Regions from separate parts of the Mus musculus genome. Here region 1 is linked to region 2. A link is a contact called in public promoter capture Hi-C data. All regions are on one chromosome and are shown on one strand. The core of a region is the stretch at or near the end of the contact, and the rest is flanking DNA. Distances in the headings are between cores, read along the strand shown.

Region 1 (4,967 bases), core at 1,625-4,124, 500 kb after region 2:
AATAGTCAAAATCAAAAGACCATACCAAGCTTGCTGGTCTCACTCTTGTTTGTCAGGTAAACACAAAGAATCTGAACCAGGAAATTGTTTAAAGTGAGAAGTTGAGATTTTTATCAACCGGTAGTAGTAGTAGTAGTAGTAGTAGTAGTAGTAGTAGTAGTAGTAGTAGTAGTAGAGTGGTAGTAGTAGTAGTAGTAGTAGTAAGTAGTAGTAGTAGTAGTAGTAGAGTGGTAGTAGTAGTAGTAGTAGTAGTAGTAGTAGTAGTAGTAGTAGTAGTAGAGTGGTAGTAGTAGTAGTAGTAGTAGTAGTAGTAGTAGTAGTAGTCATCGTCGTCCTAACCAGTATCAACCTCTCTCCTTTCCCTTCTATCTCCCTCTCTTTCTCTCCCTCCCCCTCCTCTTTCTCTCTCCCTTCTCTCCTGTCTCCCATTGAGTGTTATTTTGTTTTTACCTGTTTGTAATGGGTTTTTTTTTTGCTCTTTTAGTATATTATTTATAAAATTTCTTTCACCTCCTCATTAATACTACTAATCAAGTTTTAATATCTAATTTATAAATAGAAGATGAGTAGATTTTTTTTTATCAACCATACATTTCCCAAACCTCTTCTCCCCAGTACTGTTTTCAAATTGCTGTTTTAAAATAAATAACGTATTGTTTGGGATGAAAAAACACCTTTAGTATTGGGGGTACAAGAGTATTTTTATCATGTATCCACGTTGGTGATGTTGCTAATCCTTTCTGAAGCTCTTGAGTATGGTACCTTGTTATATCAGTGGCACGTTCTTTCCTTTTATAGCTGGCTTAAGTCCTGCTGAGATTCAGCAACTATGGAAAGAAGTGACTGGAGTCCATAGTATGGAAGACAACGGCATCAAGCATGGAGGGCTAGACCTCACGACTAACAATTCCTCCTCGACTACCTCCTCCACCACGTCCAAAGCATCACCACCCATCACACATCATTCCATAGTGAACGGACAGTCTTCAGTTCTGAATGCAAGGCGGGACAGGTGAGCCTCCTGCGCTGCGCTCTCTGCTTACACCCTTATTTTATCTCCACAGTTGACAAACTGGAAATGAACAGGGACAAAACTGTATGGAGAGCAACTGAAAGAGAAATCATTTTTGTTGACCTTTTTATTCTTTTAAGCTATAAAATGATGTCAAAAACGCCACCAGTATACTGGATATGAATAGAGAGCATGCCTAAAGAAATTAAGTTTTCCATGAATGTACAAGGAATGATTATATTGACATAAATTGATAAATAATATATTATGAATTAACTCCAGTTATGAGAACATTCACTAACCCCATCATGCCACAACAATACAAAAGGAAACTCTGGTCATCTATATTCTTGATTACATAATGTTCAACTACTTTCTAACTTCTAAGGATACACTTAAAATGTGAACTAAAGAAAAAACGTGTATAATACACACTTTTTTTTTTTTTTTGGTTTTTCGAGACAGGTTTCTCTGTATTTCCCTGGCTGTCCTGGAACTCACTTTGTAGACCAGGCTGGCCTCGAACTCAGAAATCCACCTGCCTCTGCCTCCTGAGTGCTAGGATTAAAGGCGTGTGCCACCACGCCCAGCTACATTTTTAATTATCTGAAATTTGAAAGTGTTTTTGTTTGAGGTGGATTAGTGAATATATCAAAATGAATTCACTTTGATAGTTTCTAAAATAAATCTAACTGGGAATGTATACAGGAAAGTCATTGTCTTTTGTTGCCAATATTACATTGTGTGAGATAACTTCCCACCATAGTGTTTCTGCTTATAGTTCTGTCTTCTTTTTTAAACTGTGCTTCCATAAGAAACATCCAGCTATATTTTATAACTTAATTCCACTTGCTTAGGCACATCACTTCCAAGTCAGATCTTGTCAAATATTTACATAAAGTGTATAATCCAATAATTTCTAAAAAAGAAAAGTTGTTTTTAAAATCTGAAGATTAAGTATCGAATTTTATAATGAAATGACTTATATACACAAACTACTCTGTACCCAAAGGAACATGTAGTAGATTGGTGCTATTGTCATGTAATAACATATTTGCCTAGCTGGGCCAAATACGTTGGCATATTCTTTTCAAAGAAACATAAAAGTAGTTATAGCACTGTTTAAAATAGAAGACCAAAGTATGGCAATGTTCCTGGCCTTTATCTGAGCACATGTGGATTTTCATCTTCATTTTTATTACAGAGTGCTAAGCTTCTGAGTGCTTTCATGCTGTTGTTTTAATTGAGATTAATTTGATGATTACATATTTCAGAAATATGTTAGTTTTCATATCTCTCTATCTGATATAATACCCACTTATTAAAGGCCTACCATAATTATGTAAGGATATTGCTAGCAAACACTGTTGCAGAGCAGGATTTTTCAAATCAACTGTAGCTACTAGGAATATTTGTATGTATGTATACATATGGTTTGCACATGAGTATTAGTTTAAATGATCCTACTGTTCATACTGTGTTCTAAAGGCATATTTCAAAACTATGATGATGATTTCCATATAGCGTTCATTAAAATAAAATTTTCCTACTCTACAACATAAGACTGCATATACATATATTTTATTTAGAGTTAAAATGTTACTGTCAGGTCATATGGCAGGATTAGCATATGATATTATAGAGTCCTCTTAGTCTTTCATCCTTTATTAACAGTCATCTTTGGCTCTATTTCTCCACTAATTGGAACATCATCTAGCCTTGGCAGTTGAACTATTCAATAGAACGATTAAATTTCTCTGACTGCACTGGGCTGAATTGACCTGTTTTGACCTGTTTGTCACTGATCGTAACCTGACAGGCGCTAGCAGCCTGCAACGATTATGGCTTTCTGAGATGAATCTGACGTTGTGTTCTCTTGCTACAGCTCATCACATGAGGAGACTGGGGCCTCGCACACTCTCTATGGCCATGGAGTCTGCAAGTGGCCAGGCTGTGAAAGCATATGTGAAGATTTTGGACAGTTTTTGAAGTAGGTTTTAACTAGTCTTGGGGAAGGGGAAACAGATTACATGGGAATTTTAGCACACTGCTGTAAAATAAACAGTAACTGAAAGAGAAGTGAAAAGATGGTCCATCTTAGAGCACACTGAGTTTTGAGTTTGTTTCAACAAGTGGACTGGAAAAACAAGGCTAAAAATGTTCATAGGTCATATACATCTTTTTATGAAAATATTTTCAAAATTATTTGGAAGGCTTCAAACCAGTGGAATATGAGCCTGCCATGAAGGTGATTTTAATCACTATGAAACAGGTTTGTAAAAGAGCATTCTCTGGAAGTAGAAATTTTTCTTTTGAAATTGAAATTTTTAATAAAAATTTCATATAATATTTGAATAAGCATACAATTTCTCTAAATGAAATAAAATAGACATAGGTTGTAGGTATCTCTAAAGGGGCAGATTCTGTATATTTACTTCCAGTAATGGCATTTAATATCCAGGATCAAAAATGAAGATCAGTGATGTCGGACATTTGATGCTACAGTCACATTTTGCTCACATTGTTACCTTTGCCATCTATGGTGATGTATTTGGAAAGTAGATTTTATAATTTCTGCAGTATGAAATTAAATCCTGTGCATCCCTACAATATTTTAGTTTCAAGGCTCTTTGAGGGGTTCCCCTGCAGATGAGAACATTCCCTTTTCATGGACAATTTTCTGCTCACAGTTATTGGTACAGGGAAGATCTGAACAGGGAGCTGCAGATAGGTTTATGAAGATGAGTGTCTTCGCAGCCTCAGCCTCTTGTGTTGTCATGGTGCAGCTAACAGGGTGAATGAACTGTTTCATGCTTCATCAACAATTAAGTTAATTAGCTCATTTGAAATTGCACTGCTTTGTTGCCAGGATGTTGGCAGAAACATCAAAAAGATGTGTTTACAAATGGCAGACCGACTGCAGAGTACAGAGCCGAAGTACCCTAACAACGAGGCAAGCACTTGGTATCATAATACCTTTATAAATGATTACAGGAAGACTTCGTGAAGATTTTTATATATAATTTCAGACCAATTAAGAGAAAATTTGCTTCACAGATAACAATGGCTTTTTAGAAATGGACTTAAACGAAAATTTACATATCTGTTACACCAAACCAACTGTGAGCTGCCATTTTTCTGGGTGTGAAATTTATTATATTATTCCCATAAAAAGGGCATTTAAAAGATGTTAGGTTGCTTTGCTAAAGTTTCTACTGCCAAAAAAGGGCTTTAAAAAATCCAGAAATATAAATTATTTTAGCAATAATTCCATAATTTTTACCTCTATCATTATGGTATATTTTCTGTCAGTGAGCATCTGTCTAGGATGACTGATTCTATGTCCTAGGAATAACTGAATTTATAAAACTACCTGCTTAGTAGTTATTCTCTTTCTCTAAAATATTTTATAAGTAAAATCTGACTCATTTTCTGAGGGAAACTGTGTTTCTCTCCTTTAGTATGGTTTCTTTAAGACATATGAAGATGATTTTTCACACGTCAGATAATTTGAATCAAAAATACGTGAATGAATAAGAACTCTCTCATTTTATTCTCCATAATCTTTTCTCATATTCATACTGGTGTTTGTTTTGTTTTGTTTTTTTGTTTGTTTGTTTGTTTTTAATTGGAGAAATCACAATTTTAAAAGCATTTCACTTCAATCAAGTATCAACCCTGGTTTCAAAGACTATCTATCTATTCACTTTATACTGATGATAAGACTACTGACAGTAGACTGTATGGTCCTCCTTCTACCCCTTTTTAGTAGCATATGTTTTAAAATTTCTAATTCAAAGACCTGAGATAAATTCTGTTCCTACTTAATGCCAATATACTCCACTGAAATGAAAAATTAATATGACATATTTCTTGAATCAGTATTATCTTTTTCTTAAAGATATGTGAGAAATTTGAAAAGAAATAAAATATTTTATTAATGAAGTACTTCATT
Region 2 (4,505 bases), core at 1,868-4,367:
AATCCCGGCCGGCTCCAGCAGCCAGCTCAGGAGAACAAAGCCTGCAGTGTTCAGGGCCACATCGCGGGGCGGGGGTGGTGGGCGAGTTCAAGGAATTGCAAATAAATATATTTTATGACCACCCATCAACAAACTACGTGCCACCGTGGCAGCCCCTGGTAGCCGGGCTGGGATTGCAGAGGGGCCGAGGGTGAAGGAGCTGTGAGAGAGGCGACTTGAGCAGCGGAGCTAGGGGCGAGCCCGGGGCCTGAACTTTCACCTCTCGAACCCGGGCCCAGCCCATTGGCTGTGGTTGAAGGTCCCAGGAGGGCAGCAATTCCGAGCAAGACCTGCTTTTTCCACTCTCTGTGTGTCCTTCCATCGGGAATGGCTAGTGGCCTAGGGCACTGCTGCAGGCAAGCTAAATACTGTGGGGCGCAGAAAAGCAGGGGAGCATGGGGTCTGCTGTGTCAGATTCCTGCGAGAATCTTGGGAAGAGTGAGCAGGCCGCTCATGCTGGGTTGCACGGCCTTCTGTATCCTCTGGAAACTCTAACTGCTTGCTTTGGAGACTCCTAGGATAGGAACGTCAAATATCCTCAAAACGTGTCTTTATGGATGGAAGAGTAAAAGACACCTCCCCCTACCCCCACGTCCATCTCTCATCCCTGAGAAAGAAATATTTTTCTTCTCTTTAGGAATTCAAACCTAATTTAGGAGGGTCCAGACTCCTCTGTAGTCATTCTTCTCTACTTTCTCAGTACACCTGGCGAGAAGGAGACTTAACTGGGGTGGGTGTATATTCGGGGAGGGAGGAATAATGGCAAAGAGGCTCTGGAAACCTTTAGATTATTCGGTTACCTTTATACACCAGGCCCAGGGAAATCCACCGCCTTTGGGTTTTCAAGGTTTCCCACGTGAGTTGTCTACTCTTCTCTTTTTCTAAAGCATTTCAAATTAACTCAGAGTATATTTTATTTAGGTTTGCTGGTGAAGCACAGCCGCCTAACCCCCCACCTTTCAGAAGCGGGGTGGGGTGGGGTGGAGGCAGCTTTTGGATCCTTTCTTAATACTAGCGAGAGCTGTTTCCTTTCTTAAAAAGATTCGGACTCTGCAGACTCCTGAGTCTTCATTTCTCAAAAGACCACTTGAAAGAGTGCGGATATCATTTGCGAGCAGAGCACTCAGGACGACCAGAGTTTTAAAGGTTCACAGAAAGCTCCCCAATTCAAAGCCAAATCTCACCCCAATTCCTCGCGCTCCGGGCTAAGGCGGACTTGCCGCGACCAGCCCTGTGGCTTATTGACAAAAGTTGGTTTCTCTAGCAAACCTGGCGGTGTGTTTACAGATGTGGGTGCCAGGGTCGCCGCTTCCTCCCTATAGAGAACTGCAGGTTCTGAAGTGTGTGTGTGTGTGTGTGTGTGTGTGTGTGTGTGTGTGTGTGTGTGTGTGTGTGTGAGAGAGAGAGAGAGAGAGAGAGAGAGGGGGGGGAGGGAGGGAGGGGTCCTTCTCTCTGCCCTTTAGAGAAAGGGCCAGTTGGTGTTTGAGGAAGGGAAAAACTAAAAAGGCACGTGTTGATGCTGATCTTTGGCCACCCCATCCCACCATCCCCTCTTGTACTGAATAAAGCTGTGTGAAAGTTCGCAGCTATTTCTCTCCGGAGAATAGCTAGAAGGCAGCCTAGCCCAACTCCGTGTCCCCCCCAACCCCCATCCCCGGCTTCTTGGCTATAGCTATTTAGTGGAAAGTTTCTGCGCCGGTGGAATCGCTGCGTGACAGATTCAGCAGCTAGGCTGCAAGCTCCCGCGGCGGCGCGTATTGAACGCCGACGGCTAAGGGTTAGGGGGCCAGTGGCCCGGGAGGGGCTGGCGGGAGAACCGCAGGAAGGAACTTCCTTCCCAAGCTAGGGTGGAGAGGGGCATCTTAGAAACACCCTCCCAGATTCAAGTCACAAGACCCTTCAGGGCCCGCCTTGATCTCCTCCGGCCCTTTCTCTGTCATCTCTTTCTTGGTCCTGCTCAGACCAGCCAGCTAGGTCGCACCACGCACAGTGGAGGAGGGACCTGGTGGCAGAAACCGAGCCGGAGCATCCCCCAACACCGGGGACACAGCTTTGAAGTGCACTGCGAGCGGGTTCTGGCAATTTCTACTTTTCTTTCATTCCTGTTATTTTTTTCTCCCTAGTCATTGATCCAGTCAGTCCCCAAAGCCTCATACTTTAAAAACAAAATTACACCTTGGTGGTGCCATCTCTTTTTCCAAGTCCCGCTTCGGTGACCTGGGCTGCGCGACTACATGGAAGCCCTAGCAGTACTGGCCCCAAGTGAGACAGGAGCCACGACAACCAAGAGTGAGAAAGGTTCTGCCTCTCCATCCAGGCCGCAGAGGCGCACACACAGGAGAGAAAGGCCAATCAGCGTGGCTGTGTTGGCGCGGGCTCCCTCTGTGACACTCTGTGCTTTAACTACCTGCCACCAAAGGCTTCGGATCCCTTCTAGGTTTTCTGCACTTCACGTGGAATCCCCTGTTTCATTTGCCAGCAGCTCCGTCTGCTGAGAGGACGTACTTTGGGGACTGCCAAGAAGCAGCAGACACAACTCGGCTGTGCCAATACAGCATACGGTTTTGTTCTCGCCTCCCTCCCCACCCCCATCCCCGACTCGCCGTCTGGGGCGGCAGGAGGAGGCGGAGCTGGAGGTGGGGAGAAGGGTGGGGGTGGGGGAAACGGGGCAGAACAAACAAGTTCTCTAGCAAGTTGTTTACATAGCAGGTGGACCTGACGTCATCCAGGAGGCTCCACCGCAAAGCCCAGCAACATTCTGGCCCGCGATTTCTCCCATCTCTGGAAAAAGTTGGGGGGGGGGCATGAAGAGATTGATGGAGTTCAAACCACTTTAAAAAAATCATCATCATAATCATCATCAACAACAACAACAACCCCAACTTAGCAAAGTAAGACAAAACAAGTGCCCCAACAGTACTTAAGAGTGTTCTAGGAGGTCCCTTCCCCCTGCCCGCCCCTCATAGGAGAAGCTGCTCTGCTCTCAGTGTGTGCATAGTTTGCATCGCCAACAACTCGCGCGCGCGCCCGGGTGCGCGCGCCCGCCGGTGCACGCACACATACACTCACATACGCACACACACACACACACATACAAGCGCGCGCGCACACACATACACACAGACACACACACACACCAACACACACATACATACAGAGATCCGGGTTGTGGGGGGAGCTGCCAGCGCGAGACAGCGCGAGCCTCCGAGAAAGCGCGAGACACGCCGGCGCGTGCAGCTCCCCGGCCGCAGCTTCGTCCCGGCCGGAGCCCGGCGCCACCAGCAGTTCATCCGTCAGTGCCCGCCCAGGGCATTTATGCCGCGGCCGCGACTTCCCGCCGCAGCTTCCTCGGGTCCCCCCTCCCCTGGTGTCCCCGAACTCGCGGCCGCGGCTGCCGGGACTCGAGCGTGGGTGTGTTGTTCCGGGGCTTCTGCCTGGGTGCACAGCGGGTGCCACCTCCTGGGACGCTGCCCTCGGGGTCCCCGATCGCGGTAAGTTTCTTCGCCCTCACTCAGACGCTCTGCACTCCGCACCCCACCCTGTCCCAAGCACAGCCACGCGCGGCCAGACTGCGACTTTGCTCCACGCTGATCCGGTCGCGCAGCAAAGTTTCGCCCCAGAGCCTGCTGCTCCGCGCTGCGGGGCCAGGGTGACATGTGTCAGATTTCCACATAGGGCAGGGGTCGCATTTGCGTCGAGACCCAACATCGCCACTTGTTGTTTCTTTGCATTTTGCTGTGTGATGGGGAAAGGGGTGTGCAGGAAAATGAGATTTCTCTGTGGGCTCCGGGATGAATTATTTATTTATTTATTCATTTATTTATTTATTTTCGTTTTGAATATGCAGATTGTTGTATCGTCCAGAGATGCTGGAGGAAGAAATGTGTCGAAACACCAGATGCGTTTGTTTACTCTTATAAAAAAATGTTTGTTGTCTTTCCCTCTTCCCTCCCACTCCCTCTAGGGAAGAGAGACAGCAGTAGAAACATGTGGTGGTTAGAAGCGCACACTTTATTGATGAGACTGCTGACCTTTATTTACTAAAGCGGGCAAGTGCGCGTTTCTTGGGTCTTCAGCACTTCTGCTTTCATCTCAGAAGTACTTATCCAGGAACCAGAGAGGCATCAAGGGGACACTTCTTTTCTCTCTAGTTAAGAAACTCCTGGCCCCTAGTGACTCCTGAGATAACCATGCATTTCTCGGGCCACTCCTGATCACTCTCTTCCACTTGTCTGCTAGCCAGCAAGGCCTGCGGCTTCCCAATGGATCCGTCCTGGTTTTACTTTCCTTCCACTTTGGGAAGTGCTCCTTGTTCTGTGTGTGGGTGTCACAGCTTGCAGCCCCTGGGAGAGGGCATGTGGGAGGGGCACAGACACCTTGGTGAGAAAGGGTTTCTCCCTAGCCTTTTTTTTTCTTTCTCCTTCCTTCCTTCTCTCCTTCCTTCCTTCCTTCCTTCCTTCCTTCCT

The links. Promoter capture Hi-C pulls out the DNA fragments that hold promoters and counts their contacts.
Region 1: a contact with region 2 is called in a promoter capture Hi-C map of second pharyngeal arch cranial neural crest, with 2.5 times the contacts expected there. The contact joins the enhancer-like site here to the promoter of Foxp2 in region 2. A contact is called at or near these places in 7 of 39 promoter capture datasets (cranial neural crest, frontonasal cranial neural crest, hippocampal neurons and 3 more), 9 of 484 Hi-C or Micro-C datasets (cortical neurons, cranial neural crest, cumulus cells and 6 more), 9 of 115 datasets of contacts at active chromatin or transcription factors (bone marrow-derived macrophages, craniofacial prominence, embryonic forebrain and 6 more) and 3 of 9 other capture datasets (adipose tissue, embryonic tail and pancreatic islet).

Annotation. Positions count from the first base shown.
Region 1 is chr6:15,393,842-15,398,808 of GRCm38.p6, forward strand. Foxp2 (forkhead box P2) reads left to right here. Exons shown (of 19, transcript NM_053242.4): 9 at 799-1,012; 10 at 2,898-3,002. Among named protein-coding and RNA genes, the nearest start is that of Gm36352, 240 kb to the right of the region's middle. Within about 2 kb of position 2,875, at least 9 of the 459 cell types and tissues checked have an H3K27ac peak or open chromatin away from gene starts, as enhancers often do. A contact at or near this core is called in second pharyngeal arch cranial neural crest, where this site is marked.
Region 2 is chr6:14,898,232-14,902,736 of GRCm38.p6, forward strand. Foxp2 (forkhead box P2) reads left to right here and starts at 3,118. Exons shown (of 19, transcript NM_053242.4): 1 at 3,118-3,530.